Regions from separate parts of the Sus scrofa genome. Here region 1 is linked to region 2. Evidence: chromatin contacts called from public HiChIP or PLAC-seq data. All regions are on one chromosome and are shown on one strand. The core of a region is the stretch at or near the end of the contact, and the rest is flanking DNA. Distances in the headings are between cores, read along the strand shown.

Region 1 (6,674 bases), core at 2,628-5,127, 110 kb before region 2:
TCAAGGATCTTGTATATTAAATCTATTATCTCAGGATAGATACTTTTTGACAAGTTTAAAGCTACCACAGGTGAAGAAAACACTAACTCCTTTGACCCACAGAGCAAACAACACCCTTCACAGTAATCCCATCTATCATCCTGGCCACACGCTGGGAGAATCGGCCTTCCTATCTCCTTACAATCATCCAGGACATTTCGGGGGCACTCTGGGCTAGACCACCATTGTTTCTCCTGCCTCACACAGACCTCCAAGTCTGCAGGAGACAGACACTCAGTTTTCTCTAAATATGCTAATGGCCCTGGACATACTGGCAAGCATTTATAGGCAAAGCTACCATAAAGACCCTATTCAAAGAAAAGTGAATTCTTAATAATATTACATTTCCATTAGGCCATTCTATTTCTCAAAGGTCTTTAAGGACTTCTCATTGCCTCCAGTACACAGTTCAGACTAGTCCGGTGACATTTAAAGCCTTCTACAGGCTGACCCCATCCCTCCTTTTCTGCTCCTTAGCCTCACTCTTCTGATATACAGACCCTTCACTTCAGTCATGCTGGCCAATTCACCACTCTCCAAATATCCCTGTGCCTTCCCCAGTTGCATACATTTCCTCCATTGTTCTAATATTCATCAGTCATTTATCCAAATGCTACTTTCCACAGTTCAGCTCAAATGCCACCTCCTCCCTGATGCCTCTTTTCTACCCAACAAACAGGATTTTGTGAGGATTTTTTTCCACCATGAGAACAGATCTAAATTCTTGTTTTCCCCTGCTTTGAATACCCCATGCTGTCTGTATCCATTCTTTCAAAATACTTAACCGATTAATTCTAAATAAGAAAAAAAAGTTTCCATTTTCAAAGCTCTTTAATATAAGGTAATCATCTGTAGCTGTTATTATATTCACACAATGGAAACTTCAGAGCATCTAGTATGTTGTCATTGGATTCCTTTCTTTCCACAGAGGACCAAACTAGGTCATTTCAAACCTCAGTCACCTTCAAGAGATTCTAGAAAGGCACTCTAAGAGTCAGCAAAGAGATCACATTCCTGGATTCCTGACTTGTTGTCCAGATCTGCTACTGAATCAGATTCAGGCAAGTGTGAACTGGAGAAATGAACTAATCATTAGCACCATCCAAACAAAATGAAAGGAGCTCTTTTGTTGCAGTGGCTGTATATTCAGGTTTGAAAGGAGGGAGTGATGGAGGAAAAAGGAAAAGAAAATACAGCTGTCAATTGCCTTCCCTCTGAATGTGCTTTTCTTGCCTTTTTGGTTTCTATTTTTCATAGCTATGTGATAGAACTGGCATGTTTGGAGGCATTAAATCAGGATTGAAAAGATGATTTGCTTTAATCTGATGAGGATATCTACCAATATGTTTATCACACAGACACTCTTCCAACTGGGCCCTATTTACCCAGAAAACATTTCTTGGCTAAATTTAAAAGTGTCAGAAGTGATACCTTGCTTGTAAAATCACATTTGTTTTCAGGGGTCAGCCCCAGAATAGTCACGTAGTCTTATTTCTAGGTCCAGTAACTAGAGTTATTCACTTCATAGATTTCATTTAATGAATTTAGCCACATCCTCAAAACAAAAACATACTATTTGCAAAAAGAAAAACTGAGTTATGTGGGGGAAAAGACAGTAAAAGCAAAATGTAAATAAGCAGGAAAGTTAAAGTTCTGAGTTTCTAAATGTCCCTTAATTCTTTCATTAAGTCAATAAACCAATAAATACTGGCCATTCTGTGTGTGTCAGTGCTCAACAATGTCATTTATTCAATTAGATACATATCTATTGAGCATTTATTTTCTGCTTGCTAGTTAACCACTAGATATAACTTCTTCACAACCAAAACATTACTAAATAGAATTTGAAATGGGAGCCTAGAGATGAAAAATTATAAATCTCAGGACAAAAAAATCAATGTCATGAAACATCACAAGTAATATTTGGGTAATTCTTCTAATGTCAAATCTGTGTTTATGACAAAGAGCTTACATTTTTCATCTCATATATCATTAATCTTTCTTCATACACCAGGCACACAGGGTTCTATTTTGTTGACTCCCAGGTGTATCCATTTGAGAATAAGCTCAGTTACAAAGGAAGCAATTAAAACTTTGAAATCTAGAGGCAGACTGGTGGAATCTGAGTATGTAAAAACTATGGCTAGTATAACCTTAACACATATGTCAGCTAGTATAACTATTACTCAAATGCCGTTATTGGGTATTTTCTTAACAGACCTTTTAAGCTGATGGTTCCTAAAGGGAAGAAGGGATTTTTGCCCCCTCCTCCCTACATACACATTTGGCTAAGTGGAGAGACAGTTTCAGCTTTTACAACTTGGGGAGGAGGATTTTACTGGCCAGAGATGCTGTTTACCATCCTACAACACACAGGAAATGTTCCCACGGGAAGAATTATCTGACCCAAGATGTCAATAGTACCCAGTTCAACAAATCCTGCTCTTGGCCATCCTTTTTCCTTCTCTTGAAGTCTGGTAATCCTCCATCCAAAGACATCAATCTAACGTTAGACCAGGCTAAGAGTTCTCTATGGCGGCCTGATGCACAGAGTGTACTCAATTTGTAAGCCCACCAGCTGTGGCTCCCCCTCTTGTTAGCTTGAGCTGGTTGCTTAACCCCTTTGAAATTCCTTTCTTAAAAGAAAAATATATCTGCACAATGTGAATCATACTTAACATTCTAAGGTTATGGTGAATACTGAATCAAGTTTTATATGTGTGTGTGTATATATATGTCATTATATGTACACCTATATATAGCTATATATAGTTATATATCAATACTTTCAATATAAGTTATCTCCCTTATCCTGTTTAGGCCCACCCATCCATCTCCCCTGCCCTCCCGTCCCCCTATCAGTACCCCTCATCCCCAAGGCTCAGGTTCTCCGTTTTAAAATGCTTTAATGCCTTTGGTGGCAAAAATCAAGCTTGAGCTAGGAAGTGAGTCACCACTCAGCAGCTAAAGGAGTTTGTTTTTCTTTCTCTGAATGTATTTCTTAAGAATTTCAGCCTGATCCTTCAGCCTCTTGTTGGTTGAATCCTCTCTTACTGTTTAAGACACACAGAGAAAGCTATGGTACCAAGACAATCACCAATTGCTAGGAATAAGAGTTTTTAAAATACCGAAAATAACCAGAGGGCAGAGAGCCCTGAAATCCTGTTACATAAGCAGATGCTGGAGGACCTGACCGAGGCTGGTTTTGAGGTTCCTGTCTCCATAAGCCAATCTCCACTGATCCTCTCCAACCTTTGCTGGATTTACCTTAATGCTGCAGAAGTCTCAAGAGGGGCCTCTGGATGCTGCTCACTACCAGCAGCACAGAGAGACCTTGCTCTCAAAAAGCACAGCCGGAGTGCTGAGTGAAGGGGCTGGGCTTTACCAGTGGGTAGCTGGAGACAGGGGCGCAGGGGACGCAGGGGGGCTGCTGGGATTGCAGTAGCAGTCCTGGGGTCCACTCCGCCCTGCCTGCTCCATGTCCACGCTGTGCTTGGGATATGCTACTCACTTGGACCGCCAGCTTCGCCGCCTTTGCCTCTTCTGCCCTTCAAGGTTCCTGAGCCGTTATTTAGCTTTTTATATTCACAGAAAACACCTTTTGTTATCAAGGTCACCTTCAATTCCCTCCCCCCATCAAAAATGTCATGCAAAACGGGAAACGTATCCAATTCCCCTTTCCTTCTATATCTTGTTTGTTTCAGTGTCTCTGTCTCATTCATTTTCTCCCCAAACTACTACTTTCTCCTGTTTCTGAGCTACATCCCTTTCTATCTTTATTTCTCTTCTCTTGTCTCTCTTTCTCTCCCTCTCTCTCCCACCCTCCCTCCCTCTCCCGTTTCCACTCCGTCCTCCTCTCCTTTACCCCCTCCCTCCCCGCCTCTCCTCCCTCTTTTGGGCTCTCGGCACTGCCCTCCCAGCCCCTCCCCAAAGAAGAGTGTCCAGCTCCTCCCGGGGCTGCCCGCCCGCAGCCGCTCCTTCTCTGCCCACCTACTATGAGGGGCAGCTCCACCCACCTGCCCATAAAAGCCAAGTGCATGTTACCAGCAGCGGATCAGAGCACTTTCCCGGTCCTCTCCTGTGGGAGCCCTGAGCCTCTCTCCTGGATCTTACGTGCTCAAGGTAAGATAATACTTCTACAGGTATCTGACCTCCTAGGTGTTGTTTCCTGGGGAATAAGTTTCCTCTGGTTGGCAGGCTTATTGTTTGGTTAGAGCTGATTCTTATGGATGCCAAATCAGCTGCTCCTTTAACCAGCAACTGGTTTGAAAACAAACTTCTGTTTGAACGGTAAAATAAAAAGTTCATTTTGGACAGAAACAGCAGCACAAATACTGCAAAAACCTTTTCTCCTTTTAAATCACTTTTCCCTGTTGCTGGCTGTTGCCGAGGTTAAAGTGTATCCATTTGGGGTGTTTTAGTGACATTTTTTTCACTGTAAATATTTCACATATCAGTGGGGGCAAGGAAAACTCTGTCCCATTGTTGAAAATGTATTTTAAAAGAACACAATTAGCTTCCTAAAAATAGCACAGCCAAAGGTCTGCTAACAATTTTGCCATGTTTTCCAAACCCCCAAGACAGCTTCTGTGAGTCCTCTAAAAAATATCTTTCCAGGTTTAAGTGCTTGGAAAAAATGATGTGAACGGGTGCCCTTTGCACAGAGACCATAATCAGGTGGCTGGTAGATAGGAAAGAATAAATCCAAATTTACAAGCTGGGGCACAATGTGCTCTCACAAAGCTAGCTATCTTTTCAAGACGTCCTAAAATGAGAATTGCATTGGAATGAGAAAGTATACAAAAGAACTTCATGAATTTCTATATACACATCTAAACATAAAGCGTTTCAATATGTTTCACAGTCAGAGAAAACTACAGGCCAGATTATCCAATACCTCTGTTTACACTGGAGGGTTGTAAAGAAAGATCAGTTAGAAGGCTTTAGAAGTTTGATCCCTGCCTGTCACCTTCTTTGCCCTCATCTCCTCAAAAGTGACTTGATTGGCACTCGATTCTCACAGTCTTTAAGCTACCCTCTTTAAGCTATTTTTAAAGACTTCAGTCTTTACCTTCTTATTTCTGAGATCTGAGAATGAGTGTTATGCACCTGCGAGAGGAAAAACGTACTCTTCAGTTACTTCTAGAAAGCCAGACACTTGGTCCACAAAGTTTGCCATCAGGATCTGCGGCCTGTGTGGGATGAAACTCTCTCATGTGGGAGAAAAACCCTCTTCAAATATTTCCTCTAGGGAATTGCATAAGACCGCTTAGAGACGGCAAACCAAACCTGGCAGTCAGGAAACCAAACCACTTTTTCAGCCCTCAAGGTTCTTAAAGTAAGAGGAAAAGTTTTTTTTGTTTTGTTTTGTTTTTGGTTTGTTTATATTGTTTCACTTGAAAGGGAAAACTCTCCAAAGCTGTAAAAAAGTCTTCACTATTAAAGAAAGTAGTATCATTAGAAGTTTAATTGATTGTCTTCCAATTCTTTCTTCCTTATTGTTTGTATATCAAAAAAGGATCATAAAGATATTTTAAAATTCTATTTGGCATGGATGAAACACCCCAAATGGATACACTTTCATGCTATATTCAAATGAAAGAGTTATATTCTAAAACTTTCTGTCATGTGAAATTTTGCTTCATTGGAAAAATTATTGCAAGAAGTGTGGTTTCCTTTAAGAAAATGATATAAAATTACTATTTGGCTATGATAGTATGTGACCTGAGCATATTAAAATACCTTTTATCTCAAGCCACAGTGCAGATTGCTTGCTTCATATTCACTGTAAGTGGGTAATCAACCATGACAAGAGCACAGGTATGGGAGCAGGCCAAACCAAGTGTGTGGTATGTTCAAGCTAATTCCTCTTTTATGTTACTGCCGGACTCATGCCCATCATCACAAGGGTGAAATACACTGCTTCATTCACCAGATCCCCTTGAGGAAAGTTATCTTTTCTAGGAGAAAAAAAAAATGTGCTGCCGGTGTAAAAGAGCTCCCTGTTATTCCTAAATTTGGGGATGAAAATTGTTCTCCCAGGGTTTGCTTCTGCTTTTCCTGGCAGTTAATCCACTCTACCAGCTATGAGCCATTTAGCTGCCTTCCCCATGTGCCATCACGTTCAATACCCTGAATAGCTGGGTGAGATCATCCTAGGCTGCTCATGATCTCACTTTCCCAGGGGTCTTTACCAGACACTCAAAGTGATGCTTTCTCCACACTTCCCTCCTTAAGTTTACAGGAAAACCAGCAGTGGGCTTTCATGAACTTCCCCCAAAGTCTTCCTCTTTATACAAGCTGTGGAGACATGAATCTTCCCTATGCCCTCTCTAGAGCTACCCCTGGATTGGGTGCATGGCCAAGCCTATGCGACACCATTACAGCAGGCTTTGAATGATTTCATGAATGTTTCTCATAAAAGAAAAGATGGGTAGCCCCCTATTTTACCAGAGACACAGGGAAGGTACTCTAGTGAAGATTGTGGGGGCTTATTGTACCTAGGGAAGCACACATTTTCCATTTTCTGCTATTCCCCAAATGATAATACAATATTCTTTCTGTAATCAGAAATATATCCCACCTTATTTCCATTCGTAAAATAAAAAGCATGGAGAGAAGGATGGGACTGAGCA
Region 2 (6,671 bases), core at 284-2,783:
AATGAGAGTAGTCGCTCACGAAACTGTTTAAGATTTAAATCAACTAATAATAGGTGTAAAATGCTTAGTATAGTTCCTGGTACATAGTTAACATTCAATAAGTGTCAGATAATTCTTGTAGAGGTAATATTATTATCTAAAATATGATAACACCTCCACACTCTCCCTTCTCCTCAATCAAATCGAAGGCTTAAGATTCCCCTCACTGTTTCATGGGCCCCCACCCTTGTACATGCTGATCCCTCTTTCCAAATGTTCTTTCCCTACTTCTCCTGGTGAACTCATATCCATCAGCCACCTCAGCCCTGTGCCTGACTTACTTGCACTCACCCATTTCCCAGGTTAACATGCCTCTTCTAGCAAATGAGACATGAGTTTTCCACTTGATTCTTCCCTCACTTCCAACACACACACACACACACACACAAACACACACACACACATACACACTGAACATAAAAATGCATCACACTCTATGCATCACACACACATTTTTGTATCCCTATAGAAATGTCTATTGAAATAAATGAGCCAACACCTGTATAAATAAGTGATTTTTTTCTTCTTTGTAAGTAGTTATGAGGTTAGAATGTTATCTAGTGGCCTCAGTTTTAAAGAGGAAGAGGGTGAACAGTGTAGTGGGAAAAGCTGGGGGATACAACTTGGCAGCCTTGGAACCTGGGTTCTACCACAAGACTCACCCTGTGGTCTTCAGTGAGTCATTCAATTCTCTGGACTCACTCGCCTTCTTAGCAAAATGAGTGAATTAGGCAAAATATTCTCTGAACACCCACCCAATGCCAGCATTTATATGATGCTAAACATTGGTCCATCTCAGTGGTTCTCAAACTTTAGCAGGGGTCAGGATCATCAGGTGGGCTTGTGAAAACACCAGTTCCCAGTCAGCAGGTCAGGTCTGAGATGGGCCCAAGAATTTGCTTTTTTAACAAGTTCCTGGTTGATATGAGGCTACTGGGAAGGGGGTGGGGGAGTTACCAAACTTTGAGAATCACTGATTAATCTTCTTAACAGATGATATCCTGCCACTGTCTTGTTGCCATCTGGCAGAGAGCAAATTCACAGTAGGATGGAGGCAGGGAAACCCAGGCCTCAGTGAAGCTACTGTCCACTAAAAAAAATATGCACAACCTAAAAGTTGAGGGTTATGTTTTATTCAGTGAATTAAACTGAGGACTTAGCCAGGTAGGCAGCATCTCAAGTAACCCTGAGAAAACTGCTCGGAGGAGACGAAGGGGGGCCTGGATATATAGGGGTCTTGTAACAAAGAGCAGGCAGTAGGAACAAAAGATTACTGTTAATAACAGAAAACCAGATATCTCAAGTTAAGGAATTTAGCACTTTTCTATGAGAAGATGCAAAGGTCTGGGCTCACTGAAATCATTCCTTTGCTATGTACCTCAACTCTCTGGGCCAATATCCTGTGTTTTCACATCCTTAGTTTCCTCAGGGTGCACCTTAAAGAGTAGCGGCAAGTCTGATGGCTGCTAGAGGGCCAGTATTCTTTGTTTCCTTCCTAAGTTCCCTCAGGAATCACAGGCTAGAGATGGCTACAATCACTCATGACTGTGACATTCATTGTTTACTGACAGGGCAGGCAATTTTTTATTTCTCACTTCCATCAGGAAGATTGGGTGTCTAGGGGTGAGTCCCAAGAGTGGCCACAGAAGGCAGACTGTGCTGACCCAAAATAGTTCTTTTAAAGGCCCACCTTGTGGGAAATGGACTGCCTGAGTTACAGTGCTGCAGAGCCCTGAAAAATTTAAGGGTCGGGCCTTCTGTTAAAGCCTTCTGCTTCTGAAGTCACAGTGGATCACAATTGCCATCTAGTGACCACTTGGAGTTACTGCCTCTAGAGTCTACAAAAAGAAATGATGCTTTCATTTGGAAACTACTTTTTTTTTTACAAAACTGTTCAAGATGAGAACTTCTAAGAACAAGTTTTCATGTACTCTGGGCTTATATATGTGTGTACTTAGGTTCTATGGAAATAAACAGGCATGTATCACGTGCTAGGCACTGTTCTAATACTTAATTTATATTCAGGTATTCACAGCAACCCGATGAGATATATTATTATGCCCACTTTCTAGACAGGAAATGTAACTACAGATGTACAGTGAAACTTGCCTGAGGTTGCCCATCCAGGAGCGTGGTAGAGCTGTCATTGAGCCTAAACAGCTTCTGGAGATATTACTCTAGCCAGCTTCTCTCATGTAAGCAATCTAATAATTGGTACACACGCAGTAGTCCCAGCTTTACCATGTTTTTCTTTTCAACAGTTTTAGTTACTCAGATTTAACCACTATCTGAAAACATTAAAAGGAAAATTCCAGAAATAAACAATTCATAAGTTTTAAATTGTGTGCTGTTCCAAGTAGCATGATAAAGTCTCTTGCCCTCTCACTCCAACCTGCTCAGGACATTAATCATCCCTTTGTCCCATCTGCTAGTCACTTAGGAGCCATCTAGATTATTAGATGGACTGTGGCACTATCTCCGTGCTGTGTCCAAGTAACGCTCACTTTACCAAATAGTGACCTCAAAACCACAGAGTAGTGATGCTAGCCATTCCAATATTTCAAATGGAAACCATAAAGTGCTTCTTTTAAGTGAAAAAGTGAAAGCTCTTGAGTTAATCAGGAAAGAAAAATATCATGTGCTGAGGTTGCTGAGATCTGTGTTTTTACAGCAAATCTTCTATAAATGAAATTGTGAAAGAAAAAGAAACCCATGTTAGTTTGGCTGGCATACCTCAAACAACAAAAATTATGGCTGCAATATGTGATAAGTACTTAATGAAGATGGAAAAGGCATTCACTTTGTACAAAAAGATATTTTGGGAGGAGTTCCTATTGTGGCTCAGTGGTTAATGAATCTGACTAGGAACCAAGAGATTGCAGGTTTGAACCCTGGCTCGCTCAGTGGAATCTGACGTTGCTGTGAGCTGTGGTGTAGGTCGTAGATGTGGCTTGGATCCTGCATTGATTCAGCTCCAATTAGACCCCTAGCCTGGGAACCTCCATATGCTGTGGGTGTGGCCCTAAAAAAGACAAAAAAAAAAAAAAAAGATATTTTGAGAGACCACATTCACATAACTTCCATTACAGTATATTGTTATAATTGTTCTCTTTTATTGTCGTTGATGTTAATCTTTTACCTGTGATAATTTATTAATTAAACCTTATCAAAAGTATGTAAGTATAGGAAAAAATATAGTGTATGTAGGGTTTGGTACATTCACTGAGGTCTTGGAAAGTATCCCCCCCAGGTAAAGAAGAACTACTATCAATAGTTATCAGATATGAGTCTGGAGATTTTTATAAAATATGTACGGAGGCAATGAATTTTTCTATGATTTTTTTCAAATGATATCAGCTCATGGTAATAACTAAAGAAATGTTTCTACCTTCAAAGACATCATCAATGGAAAGAGCACCATCTTGGAGTAAACTTACAACTTACTGTGCAACTTTGGGCAGGTTGCTTATCCTCTCTGGACCTGCCTTTTTTCATCCCTCAAGTCAAAAAAATTAAAATGTAGTTTACATGGCATGAAGTTCTTTAAAGCCAGATTAAATTTTTGAATAACTGCTCAAATTATCTAGTGAATGTGGTCACAGGAGCAAGTAGGGAGATAATGGGCAATAAGCATATTGGTTTTTCTCAAATTGTCCTGCACATGGAAAAGGAGACAGAACAACAGATTTGACCTCCTGGTCTATTATGCAGAAGTGTTCGTGACAGTAACAACACTCACGGCATATGAGCTCTTCCATAAAGAGCCCAACCAGGGAGATCTATGTTTCACTTCTCTTCCTGGATTCTGCACTTGAACTGTGCCCAGACCTCTGCTCCTTTGCATGTTCCTTCCTTCCAAGAGTCCTCACCAAAGGACCTCTGCAGAAAAGTCAGATCTTTGCTGATGGATTGAGGTCCTACCCACCTCCCTTACTCCAGACTTCTTTTATCAGACATTTCCTTCCATTTAAAAACCTGGTTTCTGCTAATCCTTTTAACTCCTGTCTAAGGCTTCTCAGTTGCCAAACCATTTGTAGCCTCAAAAAACCAAACACTACAAGATGGTCATTAAACCCAAATACTAGTGGTTTCTTTGTACATATATATATATATATATATATAACATGATATATATATAACATGATAAAATCTGCTACTATAAAGATTCATGATGATGAAGGAAAATAAACATGTAGACAGAGCTAGAGGAATAAAGGGTTATAACTAAAATATGTTAGAGTAAAACATGAGTATCTCACTTGAACAGATGTCTTCATGTCATTCCAAGTATTTGTATAGATTTATTTAATCATCACATCAAACCCAGAATTAGTCTAGATGAGTTTTATTATCAACCTCATTTCAAAAATGAAGGAAATTGAAGCACAGACATTTTAAACAGCTTGAAAAAAAATTAGGGGATGGTTGAGAATCCACATATCCTAATTATTAGATCTATGCTTGCTCCACAATTATTACAGTTTATTTTAATAATAAAATCCTGACATAAGATGGCTGCTTTCTGATACTTGAGTTATAAATAAGTCCTTTGTATATATAAGTAGAAGTAAAAGAGTAATTCAACTTCGAGGATCATGAAAACTCTTTTTCAATTCACTCAACAAGCATGTGTTGAGAATCTATTATGTAACTAGCACTGTTTGGGTTTTGGAGGATTTAGCAAAGAACGAAACCAAAAATGGCATTCCACATTCAGAACTTACATTCTACCTAGTTGAAGGAAAGATAAACAAGACAAATAAATATGTAATACAGTGTCTGGTAATGAAGAAGATCCAAGTAAGGTAAAGAGACAGAGAATGGGAGTTCCCGTTGTGGCGCAGTGGTTAACGAATCCGACTAGGAACCATGAGGTTGAGGGTTCGATCCCTGCCCTTGCTCAGTGGGTTAACGATCTGGCATTGCCATGAGCTGTGGTGTAGGTCACAGACTCGGCTCGGATCCCGCGTTGCTGTGGCTGTGGCGTAGGCCAGCAGCTCCAGCTCCAATTAGACCCCTAGCCTGGGAACCTCCATATGCCGCAGGAGCGGCCCAAAAAATGGCAAAAAGACAAAAAAAGAGAGAGAGACAGAGAATGATAGGGGGTTGAAGGCATTGCTTTAAAATAGATGATCAGGGCAAGCCTCTCTGAGGAGGAGAGGCTTCGACCGGGGTCTAAAGAGGCCAGGTCATACAAAGATCTGGATGGCGGTTCAGGCAGAGGGAGTAACAGGTGGAAAGTCCCAGGGTTGGAAGCCAAATGGGCTTGTTCCAGGGTAGCAAGGAGACCGCTGTCTGGACAACAAGGCTAAGAAGATGGTGTCCAGGAAAAGACCAGGGCCAGATCTTGAAAGCCTTGCAGGCTGCAGCAAAAACTCAGAGTTCACATGATTGGGGGTAGGCATGCACTGGAGAGTTTTGAACAGGAAAATAACAGGGCCATGATCTTTAAGTCATCACTCTGGTTTCTCTCGAAAAATTAGACTAGTCTAAGAGTGGAGGCAGGGACTCGTGTTAAGGGGCTATGGAGTGAGCCAGGGAACACATGATGGTGCCTAAGTAATAGTGACGCAGGGTAAGCTTTTATGGAAAGATCCTAAAAGTTGCTGATGTGTTAGATGTGTGAGGAAAAGGAATATCAAAAATGTTTCCGGGAGTTCCCGTCGTGGCGCAGTGGTTAACGAATCCGACTAGGGACCATGAGGTTGTGGGTTCGGTCCCTGCCCTTGCTCAGTGGGTTAACAATCCGGCGTTGCCGTGAGCTGTGGTGTAGGTTGCACACGCGGCTCGGATCCTGCGTTGCTGTGGTTCTGGCGTAGGCCAGTGGCTACAGCTCCGATTCAACCCCTAGCCTGGGAACCTCCATATGCCGCGGGAGCGGCCCAAGAAATAGCAACAACAACAACAAAAGACAAAAAGACAAAAAAAAAAAAATTTTCCTTGGTATCTATAACAGTCAAACTCATAGAAACAGAAATAGAATGATAGTTACCAGAGGTTGGGGGAAGGGAAAATGGGGAGTTAGGGGGAGTTCAATGGGTATAAAGTGTTACTTATGCAAGATGAATAAGCATATGTTGTCAATGGTTGGCAATACTATACTATACCTTTAAAAATTTAAAAGAATAGATCTTATCTGTTGTTACCAAGAAAGGTAGGAAGGAAGGACGGAAGTAGAGAGGGAGGGAGGAGGGAAGAAAGAAAGAAAAAAAGATGTTTGCTGTCCAAGTAAGGTCAGACTTTTATTTTATTTTATCGTTTTGTTCTTGTGAGGAGCATCTTATTTATTTTCTTAATTTTTATTATAGTTAATTTACATAGTTTTGTTAATTTCTGCTGAACAGCAAAGTGATCCAGTCATACATCTATATACACTCTCTTTCTCATATTGTCTTTCATCATGTTCTATTATAAGTGATTGGACATAGTTCTCTGTGCTATACAGCAGGACCTCATTGTCTATCCATCCTAAATATAACAGTTTGCATCTATAACCCCAAACTCCCAGGGCATCCCATGCCTTCTCCCATCCTCTGGGCAACCACAAGTCTGCTGTCCATGTCTGGTGTCTATTTCTGTTCTATAGATAGAAAAGAACCATATATTAGATTCCAGATATAAGTGATATCATA

The links. HiChIP or PLAC-seq counts read pairs in DNA pulled down with a chosen protein or histone mark.
Region 1: an H3K27ac HiChIP or PLAC-seq map of skeletal muscle shows a contact between it and region 2. The contact joins the promoter of COL8A1 here to the enhancer-like site in region 2. A contact is called at or near these places in 1 of 5 promoter capture datasets (liver), 18 of 47 Hi-C or Micro-C datasets (brain, embryonic fibroblasts, fetal heart ventricle and 8 more) and 1 of 2 datasets of contacts at active chromatin or transcription factors (skeletal muscle).

What each region holds. Positions count from the first base shown.
Region 1 is chr13:159,371,921-159,378,594 of Sscrofa11.1, reverse strand. It overlaps COL8A1 (collagen alpha-1(VIII) chain), which reads left to right and starts at 3,877. Exons shown (of 4, transcript XM_001926443.6): 1 at 3,877-4,161.
Region 2 is chr13:159,264,488-159,271,158 of Sscrofa11.1, reverse strand. The region is part of intron 2 of COL8A1 (collagen alpha-1(VIII) chain); the gene reads left to right. Among named protein-coding and RNA genes, the nearest start is that of CMSS1, 76 kb to the right of the region's middle. Within about 2 kb of position 1,533, at least 9 of the 83 cell types and tissues checked have an H3K27ac peak or open chromatin away from gene starts, as enhancers often do. A contact at or near this core is called in skeletal muscle, where this site is marked.